2 separate regions of the Pan troglodytes genome follow, and region 2 is linked to region 1. The links are chromatin contacts, called in public Hi-C maps. All regions are on one chromosome and are shown on one strand. Each heading gives the region's core, a stretch centred on a gene start, on an enhancer-like site or on the middle of the called end of the contact. The rest is flanking DNA. Distances are from core to core; before and after follow the strand shown.

The links. A called contact is a pair of places that touch in the nucleus more often than the background predicts.
Region 2: a contact with region 1 is called in a Hi-C map of stem cell-derived neural progenitor cells, with 4 times the contacts expected there. The contact joins the enhancer-like site here to the promoter of LOC100614109 in region 1. A contact is called at or near these places in 3 of 7 Hi-C or Micro-C datasets (induced pluripotent stem cells and stem cell-derived neural progenitor cells) and 1 of 1 datasets of contacts at active chromatin or transcription factors (stem cell-derived excitatory neurons).

What each region holds. Positions count from the first base shown.
Region 1 is chr9:49,778,208-49,784,981 of NHGRI_mPanTro3-v2.0_pri, reverse strand. It overlaps LOC100614109, which reads right to left and starts at 4,126. Exons shown (of 2, transcript XM_003313000.5): 1 at 3,897-4,126; 2 at 3,254-3,619. The coding sequence starts at 4,026. The coding sequence ends at 3,387.
Region 2 is chr9:49,363,714-49,370,487 of NHGRI_mPanTro3-v2.0_pri, reverse strand. No RefSeq gene overlaps it. Among named protein-coding and RNA genes, the nearest start is that of SYT13, 68 kb to the right of the region's middle. Within about 2 kb of position 2,492, at least 16 of the 24 cell types and tissues checked have an H3K27ac peak or open chromatin away from gene starts, as enhancers often do. A contact at or near this core is called in stem cell-derived excitatory neurons and stem cell-derived neural progenitor cells, where this site is marked.

The sequences.
Region 1 (6,774 bases), core at 2,877-5,376:
TGACTGAGTCTCTAGGTGGGAGGCTGGAGGCAAGCAGAAGAGGGGCTTGGGGGAGAGGGGAAGGGAGGCAGAGAGGGGAGGGAAGTGTGGGCCTGAGGTAGAGTCCTTTCTTTTATTTTTGTAGACTTAGGTTATTCACTGTGAGAGTCCTTTCTTTTTGCTTTGTTTTTTGAGAGAGATTCTTGCTCTGTCACCCAAGCTGGAGCGCAGTGGCGCGATCTCGGGTCACTGCAACTTACACCTCCCGGGTTCAAGCGATTCTCCTGCCTCAGCCTCCCGAGTAGCTGGGACTACAAGTGCCTGCCACCATGCCCGGCTAATTTTTGTATTTTTAGTAGAGAGGGGGTTTTGCCATGTTGGCCAGGCTGGTCTCGAACTCCTGGCCTCAAGTGATCCACCTACCTTGGCCTCTCAAAGTGTTGGGATTATAGGCCTGAGCCTCTTGCCCAGTGAGAATCCTTTTCTGACTGCATGGTTTGGCCCTGAGTGGACACTTGGAATTCAGGCTACAGGCCGGGAAAACATTACCATCCTTGCACCTGCTGGGTGGGCGCCCATTCTGTCCGACCAGGAAACAGGTCCCAGCACCCAGGTGCTAGGCATACAGCGAGGATAGCCTGGGTGTCTCCTGCCCTCAGGACCACCTTGTCTGGTGGGAGACATGCATATGTAGAAACATGGGAACATGGCAGAAGAGGCAGGAATGGAGCTGGGAGCTTTGGACCTAGGGCAGGCATGGCTGAGCTAGGCCATTTCATTCTCTCCTCCTGAAGAATGGCCCCCTTCCTTCTGCTATTGTTCTGTGGAGTCCTTCTCTGGTGCTTGGGAGCCCAGCCAGCAGTAGCCTCAGTGACCCCAGGGACAGGCCCCCACAGCAGCAGAGGAGAGAGAGAGAGGGACCGGGGTGTTGGCGGCGAGGCTGGTGTGGAGATAGGGAGGAGATGAATGTCTTAGCTGGAGGAGCTGGAGAAGTCCAGGCTGCCCATTTTTCAGAGGGGAAAGCTGAGGTCCTCATAGAGCAAGGGATTGTCCATGGAAAGGAACGTGAGTATCGAGGAAGAAAAACCTGGGGCGCAGGGGCCCAGAAGAGAAGGCAGATCCCTCTCCACCCCACCCCAGGCAGGAAGCCCAGGCTCCAACCACCGCCTTTGGGCCAGGCACCTCTGCTGTCCTCTGAAGGGGTGGGGAGGATGAGTGTGGCTTCTGGCCCACTGGACATGCTTGCAAGGCACATTTGCAGATTTGCTGCTGCAAGGGGAGGGGTGGGCTGGTGGGGAGGTGCCGGCCTGATGGGGCACCTGGAGGGTGGAGAGACCCCTAGACTCCTGTTTACTCCCCCTCAAGTCTCAGAGGCAGCCCAGAGGCAGAAGGAGACTTGATGGACACTTGCACAAAGTCAGGGCTGGACAGGGCAATTCCACATGCAGTTCTTCTGGCTGGTGAATTCTTGAATTAGTGGGAGGGCAGGTTCACTCTCCAAAGTTGGACCATAAATTCTCCGAGGGGCAGGATCGCCTCACCCGATCACTGGCCCTTATACATCCCAGGGTTCCAGTAAATGTACGCCTCATCCAGTCGCTTTTCTAACTGCAACAAGAGCGAAGGAATATTTATTGGGCACTTACTCTGTTCTAGACACTATCACAGCAGGGACTGCTTTTCATTCTGGCACCAGTTCTGGGAAGTAGATGGTATTATTATCCCCATTTGACAGAGGTGGAAACAGGCCCAGAAAGGTGAAGTGCCTTGCATAGAGACTTGCTCAAGGTCACATGCAAATGGAATCAGGACTGGAATCCAAGTGGGTTCAGAGCCTGCCCTGAATGCCCCACTTTTCCTCCTTCCTAGGGCCCCTGGCACTTTTTCTGGGGCCAAGCTCAGGCCAAGCTGAAGGAGCCATTCTGGAAGCAATTCTGGGCAGACGAAGGCCAAGAAGCCAATTCACAGCGGTTGTGCTGACGAGTTTCTTGGCAATGTGGAAAGTCTGACGATCTTACAAATGTGTGAAACTGAGACTCAATTTTCCCTCATCCTACCTCCCCTTTCTACCCACCCTCCAACATGGATCTAAATATGGATCCTATATTGGGGGAGTAGCCCCCCTCTCTAGACTGCAAGAGAAGATGACGTTGGGGAGGAGGTGGGGCCAGCCAAATTGGGCAAGAGCGGCCTCAGATGATGCTGCCTCCAAAAAGGTCCCTGTATAAGTATGAGGTGGGTGGCTGAGATTTCTGAAATCCGTATCTGAGATGACTAGGTGGAGTCATACATTTCCACCCTTCTGGGGTTAAGGACACAGCAAGGAAGACCATTTAGGGTGAAGTCACTGTTTATGAGAGTCTAAACTGTGACTTTGGCAAGGTGCAACATAAAAATCCTAATACGTGTTTATGCACTAAGCTGGAAATAATGCCAAGCCCCTCAGTTAAAAAAAAAAAAAAACTGTCAAGAATTGCAGTTTCCTTGAGTTGGAGGAACTAAGTGAGCTGTTAACTGAGGACTGTAAACTTGCTACATGGCGACGTTGCTTTGGTTATTAAATAGAGATACCTGCTTTCTATATGCATGCACTGTTGTTTACATGCCTCTGAATTTCTAATTTCTGCAGGAGATTCTGGTGACTAGTGTGCCATTTTCTCAATGTTCACAGTTATTATAACTTTAAATATTTTACCCATATCCTGTAACAATGTCATCCAAGTGTTCTTTAAGTGGTGGTGCTGAAAAACGCACCTGAAAATCGATAACATTGGAAAGGAAGTGAGATGTGATAAAACGTTATGAAGAAGGCCAAACCACCGGCAGGAAATGCTGCACTGTTAATTTAGCAGAGAGTGCGTTATGAAATATTAGCGATAATGCCAGGGAAATAAAAAGCAGCATTAAGGCAAAAATATGCCACAATTGGAGTAATGTATGCAACCCATCCTTTCTACTTTGCATTCATTTCTCTGGCAAAATTAGTCAGAAATTATGCACGCTTTGAATTATGCAAGGTGTTCAGGACCACATGCTTTGCATAAAACGCTACTGCCCTGAGGTTCTCAGTGGGTGGAAGAATGAGTGACCATATTCTAGGGTTATCTTAGGCCAGGCCGTTGTACCCTCCTGTCCTAGGTGGGGATGCAGTGACCTCATCTGTAAAATGGGACCGTTGGACTGGCTTGTCTTTCTTTCCTTATTAGACTATGTCGAGACAGGCACCATTATATTTCTGACCCAAAAGTGTCTTTTGCTGGACGGATCCCACAGCTGATACCAAACTTGTCTTTATTAACTGTGAGGCTGGCCATTCAAACACCAGGTGCCAGAGAGGGTCCCTCACTCATCGGAGTCCAGGTGGGATGAATCCTCGGAGGCAAGGTCCCTCCACCTTCACCCTAGAGTCACACAGAGACTTGCCCTGGCAGCTGGTGACAGGTGGGTGGGAGAAGAAAAGGCCCCTGGGGAGCAGGAGAAAGCCAGGTGCCATGGGGACCCAGCGCCGCTGGAGGGCAGCACCAGCACACAGCTGAGGCCGCCTCTCCCGGAGCCCGGAGGGAGCTGGGTTCCGGTCGCCAGCGGTGCCCGGGTGAGCAGTTCACCCTCACGTCCCTGCTCTTACGAAGTTCCCATTCTTCTGGAGAAGACAAAATAAACGTGAACAAATGAACAAGTGTGCATGGTCATGCAGCAAGTGTTGGTACAAACAAGATAGTGGTGGGGGTGGGGACACCGTTAAATAGGGGCCAGGGAGGCCTAACCCGGGAGGGGATAGCTGAGATGCCACTTGAGTGGGGAAAACAGCCCGAGATCTGAAGGTTTCATGGAGAGGGGAAGGGGCCCCTAGAGGAGTCGGGAAAGCCTGGGTCAGGGAAGACGAGAAAACTGAGGAACAGAGAAGCCAGGTAACTTACCCAGGGTCATAGAGCCGGTGAGCTGGGGACAGCGCCTGTCAACGCCCGAGAGCCTTCCACGGCACTGGTTTCTCCGACCTTCCTCTCTAAACAGGACCGTGACAGTGACAGGTTCTGCCCCACTCCCCATTTCTGACCGCAATCTCCATAAGGAAACAGGGCAGGGATCACTGGCTGTGAGCCCAGCAAGTCCCCTCCCGTGGCTTTCTCAGTTATTAAATGGAAGGGTGGGTCCCCCCATAACTCCGAAGCTCCTCTCTCTAAGCGTCCGCGGGCCGGGAACGCCTGAATTCTGGCTCCCGAGCACCTTCTTGTGGACAGTTTTGGAATCACACGCTCAGCGAGAAACGGTCGTGGGAAAATGGTCTGTGCTAATTTCGGAGAGGCCAGTGGATTGGAAGGTATCACTGAGGGTGGGTGCACGTGTGTGTATGTGTGCGCGCGCACGTGCATGCGTGCATGCATCTGTGTGCCTGTGTGTGTTGGTCTGTGTGTGAATGTACCTCTGTGCGTATCTGTGTGTATGGTTGTGTGTGAGCATATACTGCTTGAGCCCGTGTGTGTGTGAGTGTGTGTGTGCACTAATGTTTGTTTATATGGGCACAGGCACACACATGTCCATGTCCATGTGTGTGTACCTGCATCTGTATTTTTTCGTCTGGTGTGTGGGCTTGTTTTTGTGTGCCTGCATGCATGTGCCCATGTGCGTGTGTGTTTTGGGAACTGGGACACAGAGGATGATATGAGAAGTCCCCAGTCTTTCTCACAAAGGCCTAACCACTCTCCCTGAAGCCAGCTTTCTCCCCTACTTGCTTCTGTCTGCACCATCACCTGAGTTCTCTCACCTGAACTTTCCACCGACATTTTTTGATGATTTTTCTGTTTTGTGTCCGTAGAGGCTCATTTGAATGTTACAGATCATAGCTCAAGAAATGATTCTCAGGCCGGGCATGGTGGCTCATGCCTGTAATCCCAGCACTTTGGGAGGCTGAGGCAGGTGGATCATCTGAGGTCAAGAGTTCAAGACCAGCCTGGCTAACATGGTGAAACCCCATTTCTACTAATAATAACAAATTAGCCAGGTGTGGTGGCGTGTGCCTGTAATCCCAGCTACTCGGGAGGCTGAGGCAGGAGAATCACTGGAACCGGTGAGGCAGAGGTTGCAGTGAGCCGAGATCCCTGGGTGACACAGCGAGACTCCGTCTAAAAAAAAAGAAAGAAAGAAAGATGTGATTCTCCTCTAGTCTACTCACCCAAATCATGAGTTTCACTTCTCAGGTAGGCTGATCACCCACTGTCCTGTTGAGACCTGGGGACTTGTACAAAGTCGTACCCTGGAGGGTTGAGCAGAAAACCAGGCACATAGTAACTAAGACAATGGAGCGTTAGCAAAGCACTCCACACATCCCGTTCACATGTGTGTCTTACTTGACTCACAGACTGATCTTTCGCCCTTTTTTTTTTTCCTTTTTGTGGTGAACAGGGTCTTGCTATATTGCCCAGGCAGGTCTCAAACTACCGGCTGATCTTTCAAGCCTAGGCAAGGTGAGGCTAATTATTCCCATTTTACAGATGAAGACACTGAGGCTCAGAGAGGGAAATAATGAAAATAGTACTGCAGGAACCATCTAACCAATATGCAAACTCTCTCATCCAGTTTTCATAACATCATCAATTCCCTTCTTTAAAAGACAAGGAGATGGAGGCTTTAAAAATGTGAGGCGAGTACTTAATGCCATATAGCCAATCAGTAGTTGAGGCAGGATTTGAATCTCGCTCCGGAGGCTAAAGCCCAAGTCCTAAACACAATGGCAGGCGTGAGGGCCCTGGGCACACACTGACTTAAGCTCTTTCAGCCACACACTGTCCCTTTGCCATGCCTCTGGGGTCCTAAGAACATCCTCCTCTGAGCCCACAGGGAGGTCATTCCCCATCCTGGGTGCCCCTGCTCCTCTCCCAGATGTGGGGCAGGTGAATCTTGTAACCTGTGTCACTCTCAGAGGCTGAGATGGGGACTGAGCATTAATTATGCAATAACCTCGCTGTGGTGTGCCTAATTGTCTGATAACCATAATTCAATCTTATGGATTACACCAACATTATTGCAGGGAGCAGCTTAAGGCAGTTAACAGAAGCTGCACTCACTTTGTGATATCTTCCTCCTGTCTCCTTGCTGGCTGGGCTGTGAGTCCTTTCCTGGGGGCTGAGGGAGGCTTCGAGGTGCAGGGGGCAGGCAGGAGGTGAGTGACAGCACAAATGTTGCATCACCTTATCCCCCCGAGGGCACCATCTTCCTGGCTGAGAAAAGTCTGTGTGGCAGGTGGAATTATCATTTTGTAAATGAGAATGTGGCATCAGAAGGCTGAGAGACTCTCCCAATTTCAGTCTTGCTCATTGCTACTAGTCCCTGCTAGCATCATCTGGGACTGTTTAGACGTGCAGCATCTCAGCTGGGCTCGGTGGCTCACACTTGTAATCCCAGCACTTTGGGAGGCCAAGGCGTGTGGATCATGAGATCAGGAGTTTGAGACCAGCCTGACCAACATGGTGAAACCCCGTCTCTAAAAATTAGCTGGGCATGGTGGTGCGTGCCTGTAATCCCAGCTACTCAGGAGGCTGAGGCAGGAGAATTGCTTGAACCCGGGAGGCGGAGGTTGCACTGAGCCGAGATCACGCCACTTACTCCAGCCTGCGTGACAGAGCAAGACTCCGTCTCAAAAAAAAAAAAAAAAAAGAAAAGAAATGCAGCATCTCAGGCCCCACCCTGGACCTACTGAATCAGAAGCTGCATTATTTTTTATTAAATGAATTTTTTTTCTTTAAAGAGATGAGATTTTGCTCTGTCTTCCAGGCTGGAGTGCAGTGGTGCGATTGTGGC
Region 2 (6,774 bases), core at 1,243-3,742, 410 kb after region 1:
AGCAGAATCCATTCGTACATTCATTCATTCATTCATTCATTCATATGTCACAGACTATTTGAAGTTCTGGGGATACAGTCATACAATATAGACAAGATGTTTATTTTCAGGGAGCTTACATATTAATGGGAGGAGACAGTCAATAAACAAAGGAAGATACAAGAAAATAGCAGTAATGATGAGTGTTGTGGTGAAACTGAATCAGGATGACGTGACAGAGAGTAACAAGGGGGTACATGAGTTTGGGTGGTCAAGGGAGGGCTTATTTGAAGAGGTCACATTGAAATTCAGCTCTAAACAAGAGAGGGCCAGCTCTGCAATAACTGGGTGAAGAGGGTTCCAGCAAAGGGAACAGCTAGTGCAAGGACCCTAAGGCAGGATAAAACTTGGCAGGTTGAAGAGAGAAAGATAGTATGTCTGGATTATAGTGAGTGAAGGGGTAGGGAGTGGTACCATATTGAGTCCAGATCACATAGGGCACAGTAATTAGTGGGGGAAGACAATAATTCTAAACACAAAAGTGATAGAATCTAACTTACATTTTAAACAAATATTTTGGCTGCTACTGTGTGGTGAATGGACTGGGATGGTGAAAATGGGTCAGAAGATTAGAAGCAGGGAAGTTAAATGAAAAGGATCTTGCAGTTAACCAGGTAAAGGATGATGATGCCTGGGTTAGGGTGGTGGAGATAAGAACAGTGAATGGATTTAGGATATATTTTAGAATAAAAGCGGATAGAATTTGTTGATGGGTGAGCTGTGGGGAATGAAAGAGGGAATCAAGATTGTTCCCAGGTTTTTGCTCTGAGTGCACTAATGATGGCACCATTAGTTGACATAAGGAGCCCTGGGAGAGGAAGAGATTGGGGGCAGGAAAGGAAGAGTTTGACTTAGACATGTTAATTTGAGATATTTATTAATGAACCCGCTGAAGCCCCCATCTCATACTTTATATCTATCACTCCACCAAGAACTATGAGATCCAAGACCTTGCCTTCCTTTTCAATTCCCTGTTAAGCAGGAATAAAGTGAAAAATTACTGAATAAAATATTCAGTTTTTTTGCAAAACACTCTTACGTTCAGAGGTTTGGTAGCAGAGCCATATCTTCCCAGGCAGGCATAAGTAGCCAATCAATCTCCATGTCATACCAAGCAACGGTCCAAGGGGCGAACTAATTAAAAATTTAATCCCATGATTTTCATCTTAATCTCTTTTTCCCATTAGCTTTGATCAATGCCTACAACTACAATTTAACCAAACTTTTCATTTAGATAAATGACTCAGTGGGGTACCTATTTAGTCCGTTTGTTATGAACCAATGGATAACTAAAATGTATATGCTAATTACTAAAGACCACATACTAATTTTCAAAGCATTTTATTAGCACAAAAGCTGTGTTCCTGTTATCAAATGAAATGCGCTTCCTATGTTACACTCAGTAGTTGTTCAAACCAGTTTCTCTTGACTTCAGTAGCCAAATTGCAGCATGCTATGTAGGTACACAGTGCACTTGAGAAATGTCTGCACATCCCAACCCTGCACTATATCACAAGCAGTAGTGAAAGGTGTAGCAAATAAGAAGATTCCATGAACTTCTCAGCTACCTGGGACTTCTGCTGCACCCTGAAAAAAAAAATCAGGCTAGAAACCACATAAAACAACTAAACCAAACTGAATGCAGGGGCTGCTATGAGGAAGAATGAACTTTGCAGCCTGTTCCAAATGCTAAGGTGAAGGAGGTCCTGGCTCTGCTCACTAGGTGTGCAAGTCAGGAGATATTCATTTCGTGACCATCCTTTCCTATCACCTGTGGTGAAATTTCTACTGCTTTCAAGTCTTCCAGCCCCTATTTGAATGCCAAAATTCTTAAGTTCCTTCAAGTAAAAGAGATCTTCATTTTAAAAATAAAAGTCAATGGCTCTGGTCTCCTGTAGCCTTTTCAGCCCCTGTAACAGTGCTTTCTCACTTAGATTTTCACTGTCACTTCAATAAAGGGGTGAGAAGAGAGAACGGGCCTGCGATCAATGAAAACTATTCAGTAAAAACTCTTCATGCCAGACATGGCCCCAGAAACAGGAGGAAAGTTTACCAGACAGCAGGAGTGGGTGGTGGCTGGGTCCAGTGGAATGGGTAAACCTAAAAGGGGACGAAAATGGTTTTCAGGCTGCTGTGGCCCTCTCTACACACAAATTTTGTGGCCATGAAGTCCTGGCTACTAAGCATCATTGTCTCTGCACAACCGCTGCACCTGCCACTTCCCTCAACCCATTAATAATCGGGTTCCTGGGAGGATTTTCATCCCCAATTTACTGGACATGCCTCCGAGCCACCTCCCCGCTCCGGCCCTCCCTCTCGTTGGTCGCCTTCAGACTCCCCCACACGCGGGACGGCCCCTCCCCCCACCCTCCTCACTGGCTAGCCGCGGCCAGCAGAGCCTTCGAGCGGCTCTGTCAGGCTGCCCTGGAGCGTAAGGAAGAAGAAGGCGCGAAGGAAGAAGACTTCCTCATATTCTTGGCTTCCAAGGGGCGCTAGGGCAACAGAGGGGGAAATGACGTAGCTTCCATCCCGGAAGCGAAAATTGGGCGCGGGTCCAGGAAGCCGCCATGTTGTGTGTGGCGGATGAGAATTTCAGCGCTCAGCATCTGGGTACCAGCAGAGAGGCCCCGCAGAGAGGATAGACTAACCGTCTCCGCCTCCTCTCCCTTCTCTGCTCCTCCCCTCCTCCCATCCCCCCTCCCTCTCCTTTCTCCGTGTACTAAATGAGTGCTTCAGAGCCCAGTGAATAGATGGACAAACATTTAAATTTCCTAGCCGGAAACACTGAAAGGATGAACTGTCAAGAGGCGTTTGAACCAGAGGGACTCCATCTTGAATAGGGGCTGCATAAAAGAAGGTGGAGACCTGCTGGGATGCATTCCCAGGAGGTTAGGCATTCTAAGTCACAGGATGAGACAGGGAGGTCAGCACAAGATACAGGTCACAAAGACCCTGCTGGTAAAACAGGATACTTAAAGAAGCCGGCCAAAATCCACCAAAACCAAGATTGGCAATGAAAGTGAACTCTGGTTGTCCCCACTGCTCATCATATGCTAATTATAATACATTAGCTTGCTGAAAGATTCTCCCACCAGCACCATGAGCGTTTACAAATGCCATGGCGATGTTAGGAAGTTACTCTATATGATCTGAAGGCGAGGGTGGAACCCTCAGTTCTGGGAATTGCCACTCCTTTCCCCAGAATACTCTTGACTAATCTACCCCTTGTTTAGTGTATAATCAATAAATAACGTATATGCAGTTGAACAGCCCATGCTGCTGTTCTGCCTGTGGTGTAGCCAATCGTTTATTCCTTTACTTTTTTAATAAACTTGCTTTCACTTTACTCTTTGAACTTGCCCCAAATTCTTTGTTGCTTAAGGTCTAAGAATCCTCTCTTGGGGTCTGGATGGGGACCCCTTTTCATTAACATAACCACTTTACAATAGTTGAGGGTTTCAAGCACCAGGCTGGTGAGTACAGAGTACATGGCCCTGCTTTTCTTGACTTTGGTTACTTGGACTCAGGCCACAGCTGAAGAATACAGGAGGGAGGGAGGGAGAGAGAGAGATCATTGGGAAGTAGGTGGCGGCAGTGGTGGTGGTGGATTGGGTGTGTGAAATTTGCAGAGTTGGGGTGACTGCCAGGCTTCTGGGCTGATAGCTGGGAGAATGTTGGGCCATCACATACTAAAAGGGAACCACAGGAGAAGAAGCTGATGTGTGGGAAGTTTGGTTTTACATATATTAAGCCTTGGAGGTCTTCTAGTGGAGAAACTCAACAGGCCAATGGATGTGCCTGTTTTGATTTTTTAGATGACAGGCCTGAGCTAGAAATCTGTGCCTTAGATTCTTGTATATGAATGGTGCTAGAGCAGGAGCTTAGAAGAAATTGCCTGGTGGAGAGAATACCCTTTGGGAAAGAGGCACAGGACAGAGTGTCAAGAGCTCTTCTACTAAAGAAAGGGAAGACGAGCAGGCAGCCCTAGGAGAGGAACCAGGGAAATGCGGCATTGCAGGGAGCAAGGGAAGAGCACTTCAGGAAGAGTAGTTAATTAGGTCAGTTTTGCTGATAAATTAGTGAGATGACTGAGCAGACTTTGTTGTTACTTGGAGCAGATTCCTTGGAATGGCTGGAGAAGGTCAGCTTGTGGTGAGTTGAGGAATAAGTGAGGGTGATGGTGAGAAAATGGAGATAAATGAACATAGGCAAATCTTCCAAGAAATTGTCTGTGAAGAAATGAGAGTGATTCTGAAAGGAAAATGATGATTTTTAATTATTATTTTTTAAGATTGGAGAAACATAAGCTTGTTTTGGGGGGTTTTTGTTTTGTTTTGTTTTCTTGAGATGTAGTCTCACTCTGTTGCCCAGGCTGGAGTGCATTGGTGTAATCTTGGCTCACTGCAACCTCTGCCACTGGGGTTCAAATGATTCTCCTACTTTAGCCTCCTGAGTAGCTCGGATTGCAGGCACGCGCCACCACGCTAGGCTAATTTTTGTATTTTTAGTAGAGATGGGGTTTCACCATGTTTGCCAGGCTGGTCTCAAACTCCTGACCTCAGTTGCTCCCACCTTGGCCTCCCAAAGTGCTGGGATTACAGGCACGAGCCACCACACCCAGCCAAAGCTTGTTTAAATATTGATGAGAAGGAGCCAGGGATTTTTTATGTTGATCAGCCCATGGACAAACTGAAGAGTGGCCTTGACTGTTTCCTGGCAAATGATAGTAAAGACCCTTGAGGAAAGAGTGCCTTTTTCCAATTCACACACATGGCCAGAGCAGCCGTGGATGAAAGTTTGATGCTGGAAGGTGAAGTGTGTCCTGTCTTGCAGTGTGTATTTTGCCTAGGAAAGGGAGGTGAAATCATTGAAGGAAGGAGATGAAGTGCCTGAGAAGTTTGAGATCGGTGGAGGATGTGTGCATAGTTGTAGGGGTTGGGGGGATAGCAGAGCAAGCAGATTTTAGCCATGTAGATTCCTAGATAGTGACTCTACAGTAACCTTAAAATGTCTGAAATAGGATAATAGCCTCTTTTTTTTTTTTTTTTGACAGAGTCTTGCTCTGTTGCCCAGGCTGGAGTGCAGTGGCACCATTTCGGCTCACTGCAACCTCTGCCTCCAGGGTTCAAGTGATTCTCATGCCTCACCCTCCAAAGTAGCTGGGATTACAGGCGTGTGCCACCACACCTGGCTAATTTTTGTATTTTTAGTAGAGAGACAGGGTTTCACCATGTTGGCCAGGCTGGTCTCGAACTCCTGACCTCAAGTGATCCACCCACCTCGACCTCCCAAAGTGTTGGGATTACAGGCGTGAGCCACTGCGCCCGGCCCAGCCTCCTTTATAGTAGGAGTCAGGAGACAGCAGATGACCAGAGACTGCAGCCAGTGCCATGTATTGGTTTTGGTACCCATACTCAGCTCTCAGTTTTCCATGTCCTGTTGTTACCCTACTTGTCTGACTTTAAAATGTCTTTTTGTTATTGGGAATCTGATAAGTTCTATCTTAATATGCATTTTTATTACTTGTAATTTTACAGATCTCTCAGTGAATTCTAGTGTTGACCAGTACACAGCTGAGCTTACTCAAGACCAAGAGGCTAAGTGGTTCCTTGGCCCACCTAAGACCTACAGATTGAGGCCTAGAATCTGCACTTTTTGGCTGTGCAAAATGCTGCCATTATTATTTTATAAGAAGTGACTTTTCTATGAGGCAAGTACTTATTACAACCCCAATAACCAAAACAATGCTGTATAATTTTTAAAGAGGCAGTTTCAGGGGGACTTGCCTTGGTCTGGACGTACACTGGGGTTCCCAAATGGCTATATACACGCCCAGCACTGCTCTGCCTTCCCCAGAGGTACCACTGCAGAAGCTGTATTTTAATAACCATTCCCCAGGTACTTTGGTTGCACTATAAAATTTGGGAATGATTGGTGTAGACTGGCAGTGGTATATAATGGATTGAGACAGATGCATCCCCAGGGGTAAAGTCCTCACTAGCTCGTATCGCTGAGGAATGATACCCCTGAAGTCTGTATGGGGAATCAATGAAATCATCAATGTTCACATTATCTCATTTTCTTGAGGCATTTCTAGAAAACTCAGCTAGCTTTTTGCCCCTCTATTTTTAGTGTCTTGGCAGGCAGATTGAGATGATTTAAACCTTGCTAATCATCTTGTCTCTTACTGCAAACTTGTTTTCCATTTTGAAGAGCAGTGGGATGTTAACGCTCTTTCATAGGGAAATGTCTTTTGTGAAAGTGGAACAAGAGGCCAGCTTTAAAAATGCATCAGGGCTTCTGCTTCCAGGAAAATGGAGTAAATGTACTTTCTCTTCTTCCTCCCACAAAGTGCAACTAAAACCCCTGGGCATTATACAAAAAACAAACATAAGACTTAGAAAGGTGGAATGACTAGGAACCTTGTGATCTAAGGAGCACCATGCTGGCAAATTTTCTGGGTTTTCCTTTGCCTCATATATTCCAAACCTAGAGCTGAGGAAGCCAGTGACCCAGTAATGCTAACGGCATCAGACAAAAAAAAAAAAAAAAAAAAAAAAAGAAGTCCCAAGAAAAGCCACCTTTCTTAAGATAAAGGACTAAGAATGGGGCAACTTAGCAAGACAGAAGGCTTTTGGACAATAACTGCTTGACTCCAGCCAAAGACCACCAACAAAACAAACAAAAAAGTACTTCCCCTGTATCTGCTGATATCTATCTAAATGTTTGTAGAGG